3 separate regions of the Mus musculus genome follow, and regions 2 and 3 are each linked to region 1. The links are chromatin contacts, called in public Hi-C and promoter capture Hi-C maps. All regions are on one chromosome and are shown on one strand. Each heading gives the region's core, a stretch centred on a gene start, on an enhancer-like site or on the middle of the called end of the contact. The rest is flanking DNA. Distances are from core to core; before and after follow the strand shown. Region 1 holds the start of Dock4 (dedicator of cytokinesis 4). Region 2 holds the start of Ankmy2 (ankyrin repeat and MYND domain containing 2). Region 3 holds the start of Nrcam (neuronal cell adhesion molecule).

What was found. Promoter capture Hi-C pulls out the DNA fragments that hold promoters and counts their contacts. Hi-C and Micro-C count contacts between places; a contact is called where the count stands out from the background.
Region 2: a Hi-C map of CD8 T cells shows a contact between it and region 1, with 5 times the contacts expected there. The contact joins the promoter of Ankmy2 here to the promoter of Dock4 in region 1. A contact is called at or near these places in 2 of 484 Hi-C or Micro-C datasets (CD4 T cells and CD8 T cells).
Region 3: a contact with region 1 is called in a promoter capture Hi-C map of pre-B cells. The contact joins the promoter of Nrcam here to the promoter of Dock4 in region 1. A contact is called at or near these places in 2 of 39 promoter capture datasets (cranial neural crest and pre-B cells).

Annotation. Positions count from the first base shown.
Region 1 is chr12:40,443,812-40,448,764 of GRCm38.p6, reverse strand. Dock4 (dedicator of cytokinesis 4) reads right to left here and starts at 2,712. Exons shown (of 53, transcript NM_172803.2): 1 at 2,371-2,712. The coding sequence starts at 2,407. It overlaps Zfp277 (zinc finger protein 277), which reads left to right and starts at 2,975. Exons shown (of 12, transcript NM_178845.3): 1 at 2,975-3,099. The coding sequence starts at 3,006. It overlaps Gm40406 (a long non-coding RNA gene), which reads left to right and starts at 3,106. Exons shown (of 2, transcript XR_872699.3): 1 at 3,106-4,953.
Region 2 is chr12:36,154,635-36,159,587 of GRCm38.p6, reverse strand. Ankmy2 (ankyrin repeat and MYND domain containing 2) reads right to left here and starts at 2,464. Exons shown (of 10, transcript NM_146033.3): 1 at 2,165-2,464. The coding sequence starts at 2,231. It overlaps Bzw2 (basic leucine zipper and W2 domains 2), which reads left to right and starts at 2,763. Exons shown (of 12, transcript NM_025840.3): 1 at 2,763-2,920.
Region 3 is chr12:44,326,741-44,331,693 of GRCm38.p6, reverse strand. It overlaps Nrcam (neuronal cell adhesion molecule), which reads right to left and starts at 2,809. Exons shown (of 31, transcript NM_176930.4): 1 at 2,598-2,809.

The sequences.
Region 1 (4,953 bases), core at 1,463-3,962:
AAGGCCATACTTAAGAGGCATCATTACAAAAACACACACTATATACTGAAACTTTGTGTATTGTAAGTTACATATTTTTTGCAAAGAACAAGGAAATTGACTTCTATACCCGCTATGAGCCAAGCATAACATATATTCTCTGTAATAATAGGAAACCATAACTCAGATCTGAATTTTTTTTAAAGACTTTTCAATCTAAGCAGCTCCGAATACTGCTCACCATGGTGAGAAATGAAAGTCCACGGGTAAGTATCCTAGCAAAATTTTCATCACACACCCGCCTAACAGATGGGTTCTCAAAAACAACCAAGCATTCCGCAAGCCAAATGCTCAAAACTTAGTAATAAACAATGATTAACATTCTTGAGTATGTGATACTGCAGAAATGAGAACCTCAGCAACAATTTGGGGATGGGGGGGGGCAGAAGCTCGCTTTGTGCTCTCACCTCTCATCTCACCTCCCACCTCCCTTTCCCAAACAGGCACACCCTCTCACCTCCCTACCGGGCTCAGCATCCCAAGCCTTGGTGTTGGCTGCAAGCTCAAAACACTTGACTGATCATATCCGGTTGCCATTCCAGGAAATCCCAGAGTGGTTTTTAAGCCTCTGCCCACAGCTTGTAAAGAAAGGCGAGAGAAAAACTAATCGATATCAGCACCCAGCTGTGACCTGGCACGGAAGGAAATCTGGAAAAATAAATGTCATCCATAACCTGTATCATTTAACACTTGCAAGAACACAACCACTGGGATTGACTCTAAGGTGGACAGTGTTGCCGGGGTGGATCTGAGATTCCTGCACCAGGTGTCAAGACTGGTGCCCTCTGGTTCCTCAGCCCTCAGACAAGGAAATGCCTTTTCCCTTGCAAGGGTTATCTGATCCCCCCCCCCCCCAAAAAAAAGAGGAGGGAACAGAGAGGAAAACAACCTCTATCTACACCACTCTGGGAGAGCCCTTTGGCAAGAGAAGCTGGAAACCTTTCGCAAAGGTGGGCACACGACAAACTATTGTCTTGCTAACCAGTCACAGCCCAGAAAGGAAGCTCATGGAAAACATGACTGTTGAATCAGAGAGTCCCTTCAGTAGATAAAGTCCGATCCCTAGGCAAAGTAGGGGAGGTAAAATCTGCAGTGATTAGGGTTCCCCTGAAAGGTTTTACAGATTTTTTTTTAATTACAGGAGAATGAAGTCAGAGCATAAATACGTCTCTGTATCATATAAATTACTAGGTCCGTCCACAATAAAAACAAGAACGCCAATCGGCAGAACGGGGCATTATAGGAAATGAAGATTGTCAGTAAAATCTATAATGCTTTCTTTCTGTTAGACCTTCTGGGAGGTTATAATTGCATTTGGCCAATTCGGGCTTGTCAGTGAGCCTGGCTTCTTAATAGTCTCAACCCTAAAAGGAGTGACTGTCAAAGGGGGAGGGGGGTACCCAGCTGAAATCAAACAACAAAAACGGGAACTGTAATCCTACCGACAAGGGAGGAGGGAAGGGAAGGGAGCCTCCTGTATTCATCAGTCAACATTAATGGTCTTTGTTGTTCACCTTTGCACAGAACAGTGAATGCTATCCTGTTCCTTTTTCTCTCAAATCAGTGCCAGGGTAGTCCTCTCCTAAAGCTGCCTGCCAGCCTCTAAGAGCCAGGCTTTCTGACCCTCCTCTCCCTCGTCACTTTCCAGCCGGCCTCTATGACCCCCACTGCGCTCATTCCCTGGTAGAGAAGGTGGCCAGAAGTAAAAACCCTGCCAAAATCTCGGTTCCCCTCCAAGGACCAAAGAGCGCAGGAGCACAGATGTTGAAATTTACCAACCCCCCTGCTCGCAACACACACCCCAAACACCCGGGAGGCGAGGGAGGAAGGAGGCTACGTCCCGACTCCGTCTGTCACAGGGGCTACACTCTGCACTCTGGGAATGCCGACCCCAGCCGCAGGGACTTCGCGCCTCCCTACTGTTTGGGAGTATTCTAGCAGCCGGTTCCTGGTCTCCCTCATCACCCCGGGAAATCTTAGCAGCCCACTGCCAGCTCTCTGCCGCTGTGGGCCAGCAGGGGTAGAAGGGAGAGAAACCCTGTTGGCTTCCCCTTCCAACTTGACACGCAACACGCCCCGCGGCCGCTCCAAACTCCGCCAGCCAGCAGAGACCGGAGCGGCAGTCCGGACGTTCTGGGATCGGGTTCGAGGAGCGCCGAGTGCACGGTGAGGAGCGAGCCCCCCAGTGCTCGCCCCTCAGCCGGAGGCCGGTGCGGCCAAGCCCGGGACCCGCTGTGCAATGCCAAGACCTGGCATTTGCAGCCTGGAGCGGAGCGAGCTGCGTGGGGGCAAGGACCAGAGCGTGGTAAAAGTTCGCCCGCGAGCACTCACCCACGCCGTATTTCTCGTGCTCCGTAGGTATCCACATGGCTATGAAGGGCGTTGAGGGGCTCCGGGCTGTGCAATCCCCGCGCCCCTCCAGTGGCTCACAACAATGCACCGCTCCCGAAGAGCAGCTGTGTCGCTGGAGCACAGCGGATCGCGCGGGCTGCGGCGCTGGGCAGGGTCTGCTCCCGGGGCTCCGGAGCCGGCACTGACACTACACCGCCGAGGCGGAGCCGCCCGCCGCTCTGCCGGCCGCGGCTGCTCACAGCCCTGCGACGCGCTCCCGGGGACCCGGCGGCGCAGTCATTGTTCTGATTCACTGAACTAAGCGAACACGCCGGGGCACTCGCGGGCGCACCCCCGCCCGTCAGCGCCCGTCCAGCGCTGCCTACCCACTGCCTCGCGGCATGCTGGAAGTTGTAGTTCTTACGCTCCCGGCTCCGGAAGGAGGCGGGACTACAGCGGTTGGGGGCGGGGCACCTAGTTAGGCTCGCCACAATCGATTGGTCCAAAATGTGACGGCACAGCATAGGCGTGTAGGAACTCCCTCAGTGAGGCGGCATGCGACCCCAGGCGCGTTTTTATTGGTGTATCACCGCTCCGCCCCGCCTACGGCCCGCCCCTTTCTACTGTGCCAGGTAATGGCTGCTAGTGAGGTCCAGGGGCTTCCTGTGGACCCCCGGGAGGCTGGGGTCCGCGGGGTCCGCGGCGGAATCGGACACACAGATCATGAAGGTGAGTGTGCTGTCCCTTAGGCGCGGGTGATCTGTCTTCCTTCTTCTGTGCCCGAGGTGCAGCTGGCAGCCGCTCAAACCTTTGAAGCTGGTCGGCTGGGAGACCACCTTGGTGCCAGGGAAAAAGCCGCGGGCGGGACCCAGAGATATGGGTTGGGCAGACGGAGGTTGCCAGGCTGAAGCTGTTTTGGGGTGGGAGCAGAAAATGTGAAGAGCTGCCTTCCCGGCCTCTGAGAAAGCTCCTTTGCTGTCTTCCGGTTTGGAATTCTGTGCTTTGCACTTGCCGCCAAGTGGGTGTGGGTCAGGTCTGGGTTGCACACGTGTGACTGTAAAGCTGTGATTAGCCGCTATTTCCTGACTTGTAGCCCTCGCTCTCCCCGGTTTGCTGAATTTGGCTCTGGGAAGGTGTTTTATGTAGTTTGGGACCGGTTTCCAAGTTGGAGACTAGTCACGTCACGGCTCTCTAATACTTATTTGCTGGTTGCAGGTTGTAGTCCTCTTCAAAAGGAAAGGATGTGTGTGTCTCAGGTATCATTTGGCCCTGTAGCCTGGGAGATGTTACATTCTAAGAGAAAGAGAAAAGAGAATTAAATTCACTCCAGCCCTCACAGAATATTTAAAATAGGGTTTTAAAATTCATCACAGCTACTTTGTATCAACCTGACTTTGCTGCTTTCTTCAGTTCCACTGTAGAGACCAAAAGTCAAACTTTCATCATAGACTACCTTTTCTTTTGGTCGCGCTCCACTCCCCACCCATTTTGTTTAAGTGTTAATTTTGGGGGTTAATTTGGGTTCTCAGTCCTTGTTGATGTTTTTTCCATTTAACCTTCACAGCTTTTTATCTCAGTAGCAGGGAAATAAAAGTGCAATTTCTTCCCACTTTCCATGAGTGAGATTCCTATCAATGGGTTTGCCATATATCCCGTACTTATGTTTTTCCAGATCACCAAAATTCCACATTTTAAGATATAAAGTTGGAAGCTTTAATAATTTGGCGGGGGGGGGGGGCGTTGTTTATGGTTTTTGTTTTTGTGGGGGTTTTGGTTGGTTGGTTGGTTAGTTTTGGTTTTTAGAGACAGAGTTTCTCTGTGTAGCTCTGGCTGACCTGAAACTCACTCTAAACCAGGCTGGCCTCGAACTCAGAAACCCGCCTGCCTCTGCCTCCCAAATGCTAGGATTAAAGGCGTGCGCCGCCACTGCCCGGCTTCTTCTCCTCACTGATAACTTTTTCTCACGGGTTAATTTATTTGAAAACTTGAAAATACCTCTAAAGCATAAATAATTACCTTACACTTAGAATTCATTACAAATATTTCAAGCACTTCATTCAGAGGTCTGTAGATTAAAAAAATAATAATAATAGTAACATCCACTACACAGTTCCACTTATAAAGACAAAAGTGATGCATATTTTATAACATAGTCCTTTATAATATGCATTGTATACCCCATTTTAAAATAAGAGGGATGATTCTAGTAAACTCAAAGATCTACAGCTTTCTTCTTCCTATTGTTTATCAAAGATACTTCTATATCAATTTTTTTGTTACATTTGTTAGTGAATACACTCATGTTCCATAGGAAAGATATTCCATACTCTAGCCAGTCCCCTGTTAGTAAATGTATAAAGTAGCTCTGATTTTCAATAGCATTACAGAGAGTGGATTTATATATATGTATAATATATTTGTCATATATTATATACATAATATAGATGGATAGATAGATGTTTGCCCAGTAGAGTATTAAGTTTGTGTGAGTTTTCCATGAATGCCAGTTTTCCCTGTTAAAAGTACTCATGAATATTTCCCAATAATAATCAAGTGTCCTTTACCCACTTAGTATTTTCAAAA
Region 2 (4,953 bases), core at 1,215-3,714, 4.3 Mb after region 1:
CAGAGGCAGGCAGATTTCTGAGTTCAAGGCCAGCCTGGTCTACACGGTGAGTTTCAAGACAGCCAGAGCTACACAGAGAAAACCCTGTCTCGAAGAAAACCAAAAAACAAAAGAACAGAACAGGACCAACTGTCCACCTGTGGCACAGGTGGGCAAGGTTCTCTCTTACCAATCATTAATCCAGAAGATGCTGGCACAGACTCGCCTTCAAATAACTTATTGGAGATATTTTCTCCGTGGATGCTCCTCTTCCTAGATGGCTCTAACTTGTGTCAAATTCACACACACACACACACACACACACACACACACACACACACGCACGCACGCGCACACACACACCTAATTCAGACACACAGTTAATGACCATTCCATGATACGTCATACTACAATTCAGAGAAAACAAAATAAACAAACACCCAACGTTAGCTCTTCTAGATTAAATGGATGAGGACATGCCATGTCTTCAAAATGTCAATGTTGGCTGATCTTCTCCTATCTGCCAGTATTTTCTGAGAGCAATAACGATCCAAAATCCTGAACATGACAAGAATGTATCACTAAGTAAATCCACCTTGTATCTTTGTTCATAGGCTTAGGGGATTAAACCAATGAAAGCCAGCACCTGTACTCTCACAAACCTAGAGGATGAGGTGGCCCAAGAAATACAAGTAATAAGCACACTAATTATGCTTGATACAACCTTAGAATAAATCCATCCAAGAATTCATACTTCTCCTTTCACACACATATTTTCTCCAGCTGCCAATGGGTTTTCACTTTCAAGTGAACATGTGATAGCATTGGCTTGTTTAAAACCAGAATTCCTATCCCTGGTGGATTATGGGTTGAAAGCTGTCCTCTCTTAATTTTGATTGGTACAACAGGCACACAGCCGGGGCTCCAGTTCACTAACCTAAATCCCAGACCCACTAAAGGGAGCAAGAAACTAACCTAGAGACGGCATGAAAGCCAGAACTCATTGACAGCCATGCAGTTCATAGAATAAAAATCCAACCCAGAGCTCTGAGATTTCCAGCAAATATTGATTACCGTGAGAATCATGACTGATTTAGAAGTGAGATCAGTTCCTAGTCGCCTGCTGAGTTCAAACCATTGTTTTCTCTTCTCATACTCTTTAGACACGTGGACAGTCCTTGTTAGGAAGAATACATTTGTCTTCCTATCTGTGATTCTAGATGAGTTTGGCTAAGTAGAAAACTGTAAACCCAGGAGCTCTGTATTACAATGTCTGGCTTCTCTGTCATTCGAGGGCACATGTTTAATTTTTTCACTTAAAGCATCCACATTAATCATGCCCACAGGCACCGCATCCTCTTCTCAGCAAAGTGACAGTGCACGTGGTCACGCTGATGTTACCTGCCAGGTAACGGGGATGCGGCCAGGAACTCATTTGGGACATGCACTCAGGGACTGGTGGGGAAACATGGCTTCTAGTTGGCTTCCTTCCTGCAAGCTGCACAGAGGAGGCGTGGCTCGAATCCACAAAGTGGACTGGGAAGCACCAAGGAGCTCAACAAGATCACTTGAGGTCTAACATCGGACCAAGGTCAGTCGTGTCTGTGGGTGCCTGCGCCGACCTGGGCTACAGGAAGCCAGCCACAGAAGGCCTTGATGCAGAAAGCTCAGGGCGGAACATGCAGAGCGAGTTCTGTGCCCTTATAAAGAACCCCTGTTGCTGAAAGCTCCCTCCACCCGCAGCAGGGGCGGGGATCTGCAAGGGATCCAGATCCTTAAGCCTCCGGAAGTCGAAAGGGCCCTTTATACACCCGACTTGGAGCCTAGAACTACCAGGCCACTGCGGTCTTGACTGATTACGGTCAAAACATCCAATGAGCTGGCAAGCATGCATACGCAAAGACAGGCGCCCAGGGCCACGCGTGACTGTCTAAGATGTGTAGTGACAGTCGGTCGATTTCCAAAAAGCTGATTTAGAGGTCTAAGCTCGGCAACCTAGATCTGATGGCCTCAATTTTTCTGCCTCCCATCTCCCCGCCCCTGCAATCGGTCCCCAGACAGAGACAGAAAGGCTTTTTCCGGATTGCAAGTTGCCCAAGGTCCTCCGGGCCTAGGGCGCGCTCCAGGCTCCTCAATGCCCTGAGACCAGGTGTGCAGCACCCGGATACCAACCCTGCACCCGTACCTTTCCCGATCACTTCCAGCAGTTCCTTTTCCTCCTGGGTCAGCTCGCCTTTCTTTATGTGACCCATCGTTCCCGCCAGCTTGACGCTTATTCTATTTCTTTGGAAAGGTTTTTTAAAAAAACAAGAGACGTGTATGCGTCGTGGAAGACCGCCACAGCAAGGCAACTCGAGGCCGGAGCAGCAGCCCAGTGAAGTGGCAGAGTCGCTAGGGTCTCACGGCTGGGGGCTGGCGGGTGCGGCGAGCTTGAGCGAGCCGGGCTGGCGCTCTCCACAAGTCCCGCCCCCGCGCCTCAATGGCCAGGTCGGGAGGAGGAGCTGCAAGAGGCAGCAAGCGACTCCAATTGGAGCAACCTACGAGGTCCAAACCAAAAGGAGACATTTGGAAGGGGATTCAATACATCTTCTAGGTTTCCTATTCCCATGATAACCTATTAAGAAGTACAGGGACACAGGGTTCCTTGGATTCTAAGGATAGAAGTTCTCTGCCTGGTAGTGACTTCTGTGGGCACGTGCGGAGGCATTGGGATGCAGCTAGACGGGCTGCACTGCCCCTAAGAGTGGCGCGGTTCGGGCAAGGGGCGGGGATAGGGCGGGGCCGGGGCAGGAGGCGGAGCTACACCGGGTTCTGTGTGTCTGTGTCAATGTGTCTGTCCTTCACTCCTCCATTGTCTGCCTCAGCCACTGCCGCCGCCACTGCTGCTGCAGGATCCGCCGCAGCCACCAGTCTCGCGCGTCGTCGCTCCCTCCTTGGACAGGTAAGAGGTGATCAGGTGGGGCGGCGGGAGCCTGAGAGTTGAGCGAGCAGTGACCGCCTCCGAGCCAAGGGGTCCCAGCGGGCTGGAGCTGGCGTGGAGGAAGCATGTGCCACCTGGGGCGGTTGCCTTCCTCTTCATAGAGGAGCCCCCGCGCCGCGCCATCATCCATGCACGTACTGTGTATTAGTGCCTCTCGAGCGAGACCTAGACCTCGCTACGTTTGTCCGCCCCAAGAGCTCCGGGGACCGCGGGCCGGCCGTAAGCTGGCCACGCGGTGAAAGTGGCGGGTGCACATGGTCTCGTGCGTGGCGATCCCCGGGGAGGCCCACTGCCGGGAGGTGAGGGGAACACCCCATGACCAGCGACACTGGGAGAGGCTCGGAGAAGGTAAATTTCTTTTTGCAAACCTAGCCCTCCCCAGTACTTGTCTGTCATTTCTTGCCCTCTGTGGAAGCCATGGAACCTGGACCTGTGGTGTTCGCTAAGGATATTTAGAAGCGACTTACAACTGCTCTGATACTTTGTTGGGGTGTGGGGGTCTTTTTTGCTCTGAGAGAGCTGCCTGTCTTTATAACTCAGGTTTGGGGATTTATGGAACTAGGGAGGGTAGGCTGGAGAGGGCGGGGATTAAATTGGTGTTGCTGTCTATATATAGCCTTAGATTAGTTTCTTAATCCAGCCTTCATTCAACTGTGGTGTGGCTCCTGGAGCGTCCACCGTAGGTAGATAAGAGGTGAATATCGTGTGTACCTTTCTGTGCCTCCGATGCAAGGTACGCTTAAGAAAATATTCAATCATTCCTCCAAGATGCTTATCTGTAGCGTTCTACAGCGTCAATCACTGCTTCTTCGGAAATGACTGTTTAGTTTTGCTGTTGTTTCTCAACAGACTGGTATTGATGTTTCCGTTAAAACACAATTGTGCTAGGGAGAAATACTTGAATAATCATGTAGGTGGTTTTTATTAAGTAGCCCCAGGATCGCTCTTTCATTCCACGGTGCCAAGAATGATGTGAAATGCCTTTTCCTGTGGCCCCTCTACCTCGTTTTGCTCAAAGCGCGTACTAGCACTTCAGAGACCCACAGATGACGTTCCCTATCTCTTATCTTTAACCAAAATCTTTTCTAAACTCCCGCTGCCCATCCCCCAACAGCCACCGACAGACATGAGCTTCAGCTTGGGGAGGGAGGAGCAGATAGATTCTCCCATGAAAATGGTTGGTAATTATTCATCTCAATATATAACAAAGAAACTTTTGTTTGATGATGCTTTAAAAATGATGTAGCTGTTCAAACAAGCAGTAGGGCTTGTGAGAGTGACCAGTGTTGTGTAACACATAATGCTACCGCCACAGCAATTAATGTGCCAGAGGTAGTAGCCACAGACCTAAGAAAATGCCTGAGAGTAACCTCGCCATGTGACTACACATCATTTCATCAGATGCAGAGACAGAATTGGGTACTTAACTGCCAGGGTTTCCATCTCTGGTGCCAAATCTGGGCCATGGTTACTTGAAGGTCACACCTGTTTGTCTCCCTGGGGTTGTCAGTTCCTCGACCGATGGAAACATTAGGTTGTGTTTTAAGCACCTGGTGGGTATTTCGTCTTCTGAATGCATGGCTTTCATTTAGAGTTGATGATATTTACGGACAAAGGAAAACACCCACCCAGAAGTGCAGATAAATCCTATGTTCAGTTTGAATTTTGGAACCAGATACCTAATGGAGAGTGTTCAGAAGGGTTTCAATCGTAGCATAAATATTTAATGTCAAAATTAGATTAGCTAATGAGCTTATTGAAATGTGTTCTCATTAAAGAACTCTATTGATAATGAAATAACTATTCATTTTGACTATCTAATCTGTCCCAGATAGTCTGCCAGATGCTGTGCATAGGATTATTTTAACCATTGTCGCTATATGCCAGGAATCAGCCAGTATTATCTTCATTTATGAACGTATGAACAGAAACTAAAGGAGGTTAATTTGCCCACAGCCCCACATTTGGAAAGTATGGAATCTGGAATTAGATTC
Region 3 (4,953 bases), core at 1,560-4,059, 3.9 Mb before region 1:
CGGCGATCCCTACACATCCTGCCAAAAACTTAATGCAGTGCCCAAATCCCAGTACCTTTGCAGTGAGCTGGGAGACTGAGGATCGGTCTGCACAAAACAGTGCTTCAAAATATTGTGGAGAGAACCACTTCCTGAAAATTCATCCTCTGAGATGTGTATATGGGCCAGAGTATAAACACACACACACACACACACACACAAACACACACACACACACACACACACACACACTTTGCCTTGTTTTAAGAAATGTTTCTTTAAAATTACACTGAAAGCTGGATATGATAATGCACATCTTTAGTCCTCGAATTTGGGAGGCAAACCTATCCTAGTCTATGTAGCAAGTTCCAAACCAGCAAGGGGTATCTGATGTAAGTCTCTCTCAAAAACAAACAAACAAACAAACAAATAACAATAACAATGACAAATGAAGTGCTAGCAATATCCCCGTGTAATTGCCGGGACCTCTGGTCACTGAGAACAAGTTAGTGACAGCAATGGACCAGATTGTGAATACACACACACACACACACACACACACACACACACACACACATCAGTGGAGATATAAAAGCCCATAAAAGAATTATTGGAGTAAAAAGTTATTCCATAATACTGTCATCTGAACCTCAGCATTGCCTGTTACCAAAAAAAGTCTGCACACCTCCGAATTAAATAGCTTTGTATTTGTATTCAATGGAATAATATTTTGGCGTTGAATACTCAGGATTTGGGCTTCCTCTAAATTCATGAGAAGTCTCAAGAAGACCACACTTTCAAAGTCTTTGATGGGAAAGCTCCGCTGCTCCCTAGCTACGTATGTGGTCTTGTGAAAGTTACTTGACCTGTCTAAGCTACTCTCTTAATTTTGAAATGGAGTTGTTATAAGAATTGACATGAGATGTTGTGTGTGCATAGTTCCTGCACACCTGGAGTTTCCCAATAAGTTGACTACCATATCATTAATGTAGAAAGAGTTCGCCTGTCTCCATTGTTTTAGCACTTCTGAAAGGCCTCACAGCAGGGAATGGGTGGTTAGCATAGGCCGTTTCAGAAGCAGCCCAATTCAAGCAGGTTTTGTATTCAGGGGTCACTGTGTTCCTCCCCACAACAACCCCAGGGGGAGCTCCTGGTGCGTGCGGAAACAAGGCTGCCTACCCCATTATACTCTGCTCCACGGCTTCCTGCTAGAGCTTCAGCAAGGAAGGACCCTGTGCTTCAAAACCACACTTCTTTTTAATCAACCATCCAAGAACAGAGAAGGAGAAGAACATTTCCCTCTCTGGACTTTTTCCCTCTCAGTTTACCATGGTGCTGGAGCTATGGGTGAAGATGGTGAGGTAGGAGAGGGACTCTTGCTCATGGCGACTCTTCTCTGTGCTTGCAGACGCACAGGGACCTCCAGCCAGCATCAGGGATGTGAAGAGGTAGCCCGGAGCAAAGGGAAAGAAATGACCTGCCTACCAGCCCGGTGGACTCAGGGAACTCGTGCTGCACCTGCTATCCAGAGAACACTTCTCAGAGAATGACTCCCTAGCTCTGCCTACTGTGAAATCCGGTCCCTGTTCTGTGCCGTGGCAGATGTGAACCGAGAGTAGCCGGATCCACACACCCCGGGAACCAGAGAGCCGCAGCGCCCACCCGCGCTGCCTGGAGGGCCCGGGGCGGTGCCGGGCACAGATGGCGCTCGCAGCTAGATGATGCTCTAACGCGGGCAGTCACTCCAGGCTCACCACAGTACTCCCGGGCGAAGCTGTAGTCAGATCCCACCCTGAGAGCCTGCTCAGGGCAGAGGCTCTTCCCAGTCTGTCCCAAACCCGGTACACCAGCCCTGAGAAGCCCCTGTCCACAGAGGCTGTGTGTGGTGGGGGAACTGTCACGGCCCTCACCTGGAAGCCAACAAAGCAAGTGTCCCCAGCGCACCATCCCTGGTGTCTATCCTGTTCCCCTCTGATTCCCTGAGTCCTCGCCAGGGCTGAGAAAGCCGAGGTGGGCAGTCAGCATCGCCGATTCCCCTCCCCCGCCCCCCGCCCGCTCACGGCGATTCGCCCAGGTGTGAGCACATCTGAACAAAGCCCACGCCCAGATGTGTCCGTGGGGACACGAACGCGCGCACGCTGCAGCGCGACCAGCGGGACTCAGTCGCGCTTCGCCGCCGGGCGACCCTGTCTTGTGACACTGCATCCACTGCGTCCCAGCCCAGAAAGCTGTGTAATGCCGGTCTGTCCACAGGCAGACCTCTAGTCAGGGCTTCCAGAGAGGCTGAAGTTAACCCGGGACCCAAGGAGCTGGTGGGCTCTCGCCCGTGGTACCCGAGCTGCGGGGGTCGAAGCCGCGTCCTCCCAGGGCGTGCGTCTCCTTTTTCCAACCAGCGCCCCGACTATGTCAAGGGCTTGCAAGAGAAAACGAAGTCGCCGACCTCTTTCTCCCAAGCTGCAAGTGCTGCCAGACTCCCACAAGAGCTCGGGTTGAGCCGGGGCGCCAGTGTCTGAGTGACAACGCGGCAGCCTCGGGCTCCTTGTTCTGCTCCAGCCGCGTCCACCCACCAGGACAGAATGTCACTAATGCAACCGCCAGACACACCCAGGGCTACTCACGTTTTCGTGCCGCGCCCACCTCCCTGCCGGGGCGCTACTGCCTAAGACCCCGGAGCCCAGCTGTCGTGCGTGTTTCCGAAGCTTCCGAAGCTGTCGCCTCCAGCTGCCCCAGTCTCCGTTTCTGCACGGTCCCTCGCGCCCGCGCGTCTCAGGCTCGGACTCCGGCGCGCGTCCGCCAGCGACCCAGGCGAAGCGCGCGTCCTCGCCGCTCCCGCCCTCCGCTCCCGGCGATACCCAGCGTCGCGCTCAGGCCCCTCCCGACTCTCTTAGCGTCCCCGCGTCCCCCTCCCCCGCACTCACCGGGCGTCGCCCGCCCCCTCCCCTCCGGCCTAACCCCCTCCCACCCACCCACAGCTTAGGCTGCAGCGAATGGGCTCCGGCCTTGAGCGCCTTGAGGACTGGGTGGCCTCTCACCTGAGAGGTCGCGCTACTCCGGACCTCTGCCACCACGCACCGGGTGAGGTGGTGGCTGTAGGGCCAGGAACTCAGGACTTGAGTGTTCAGGGGAATGGGTGACTGGGATGTGTCTACAGAAGATGTTCCAGAAAACCAGTGTTTTAAATGCCACTCTCCTTGGTTTAGATTTCCGTGTGAGTGTGATGGATGGATCCGGATCACACATTCCCTCCCGCCCTCCTCTCACCTCCAATCCTTCCGCCTCTCTTCTATTCCTCTAAAGTATTTCGTGCTTTTGCAAACTCTACTTGGCATGGGTTGGGTACTGGTTTATAGTTTTACAACTGTCATTTTCAAATACACTTGAGGAAGGGTCCCTTTAGCGTGTAAGCGGATGCTACTTTCAGTAGGGATTGGGTTTCTGGAGTAGTTGACATAAGCTTTTCAGATTGCAGAGTATTATACAAGTTTTGTGTTTGTTTGTTTGTTTGTTTTTTCAATGCAAAAGTGTGTAGAATTTTTTAAAAGAATATGTAGAATTTGAGTAAACCCACTGCATACTACACAATTCAGATTCTTCAGGACCCTCACCCCTTCCAGCATGATGGTGTCCAAGGCACATAGCCTCTTACCTGGGCCTACTTCCTTCTGCAGGCCCGGGTACAGTCAGCCTGGTATTACCCAGCTGGACCATTTACTTTTGGAAGCTCTCTTCAGCCTCTACCTTCAGCCTCCAGAATAGGTGTTAGATTGGCACTCATGAATAAAAACAGATCTGGCCCGGGCCATGCTTCAGAGTCTTGATAGCTCCTCTGCCCTGCTGTGACTTTACTTTGAACTTAAGCTTCAACCCACATTCACTCATGTGCACAGTGTCTCTTCTTTCTCCTACTGCCCAAACATACAGGATCCCCTTCATAAAAGAAAGTACTTCAAAGCTTCAAAGAGTACTACGATTCACACTTGATCCCGAAACCCATAGTCTTAACCACTGTGCCATGCTGTGTCAAGGACAGAGCACAGAATGTCTCTTCCCGTGAGGAGCACCTCCGTAGAGAGCCATGGAGCCCTCCAGTGGTACCTGGGGTGAACAGGCTTTAGACGTTCCTCTGTTTTTCAGTCCTATCTCCCCCTCCCCTCTCTCTTTTTCTCCCTTTGCCTGATTTTCTCAACCAAGTTTCTTAATCCATATCCATACTGCAGGCCTCTCAGGGAGACTACCCGACAACTTGACCTCAAATTTTCTGAAACCAAGCATGTGCCTAGCTACGCTAGTAATGATCAGTCTACCCACCAGCATGTGCCCCACTCTCTCCACCTGCTCTAACCCTGTGGAATCAGAAGTTTAGACTACGTAAACACAGAAACTTGGTTTTAGCTGTCTTTTTTTTTTTTTTTAATTATAAATTGTAACTTTTTTTTTTTTTTAACCACCACCACCCTCCTAGCGGAACTCAAGTGAAAGGTTGGTAAACTCCAGATCAGAAAGATAAAAGCACTTAAAAAAAAAAAAAAGTATGTTAGCTGGGCCTGGTGGCCCATGCCTTTAATCCCAGCACTTGGGAGGCAAAGGCAGGCGGATTTCTGAGTTCGAGGCCAGCCTGGTCTACAAAGTGAGTTCCAGGACAGCCAGCGCTACACAGAGAAACCCTGTCTCAAAAAAAAACAAAAACAAAAACAACAACAACAAAAAAGTATGTTAACATCATTAAGTAATCTTCTACAAGAATGGTATCTACCTGTGTCATCATTATCTTCAGATTAGGTAGAGATATATTGATAATAGTAATTTTCACATGTTACCTATTTGAAAGGACATTATAATCCAATATTGTCAAAAATACAGTTATGATGGGCAGCTCCATCTAAAACATGATCTTTATTGATTGCCTGGTATATTAATACAAATGTGTGGTCCCTCCCTCTCCACTGAGTGTTATGCCAATCACTATAACAAATA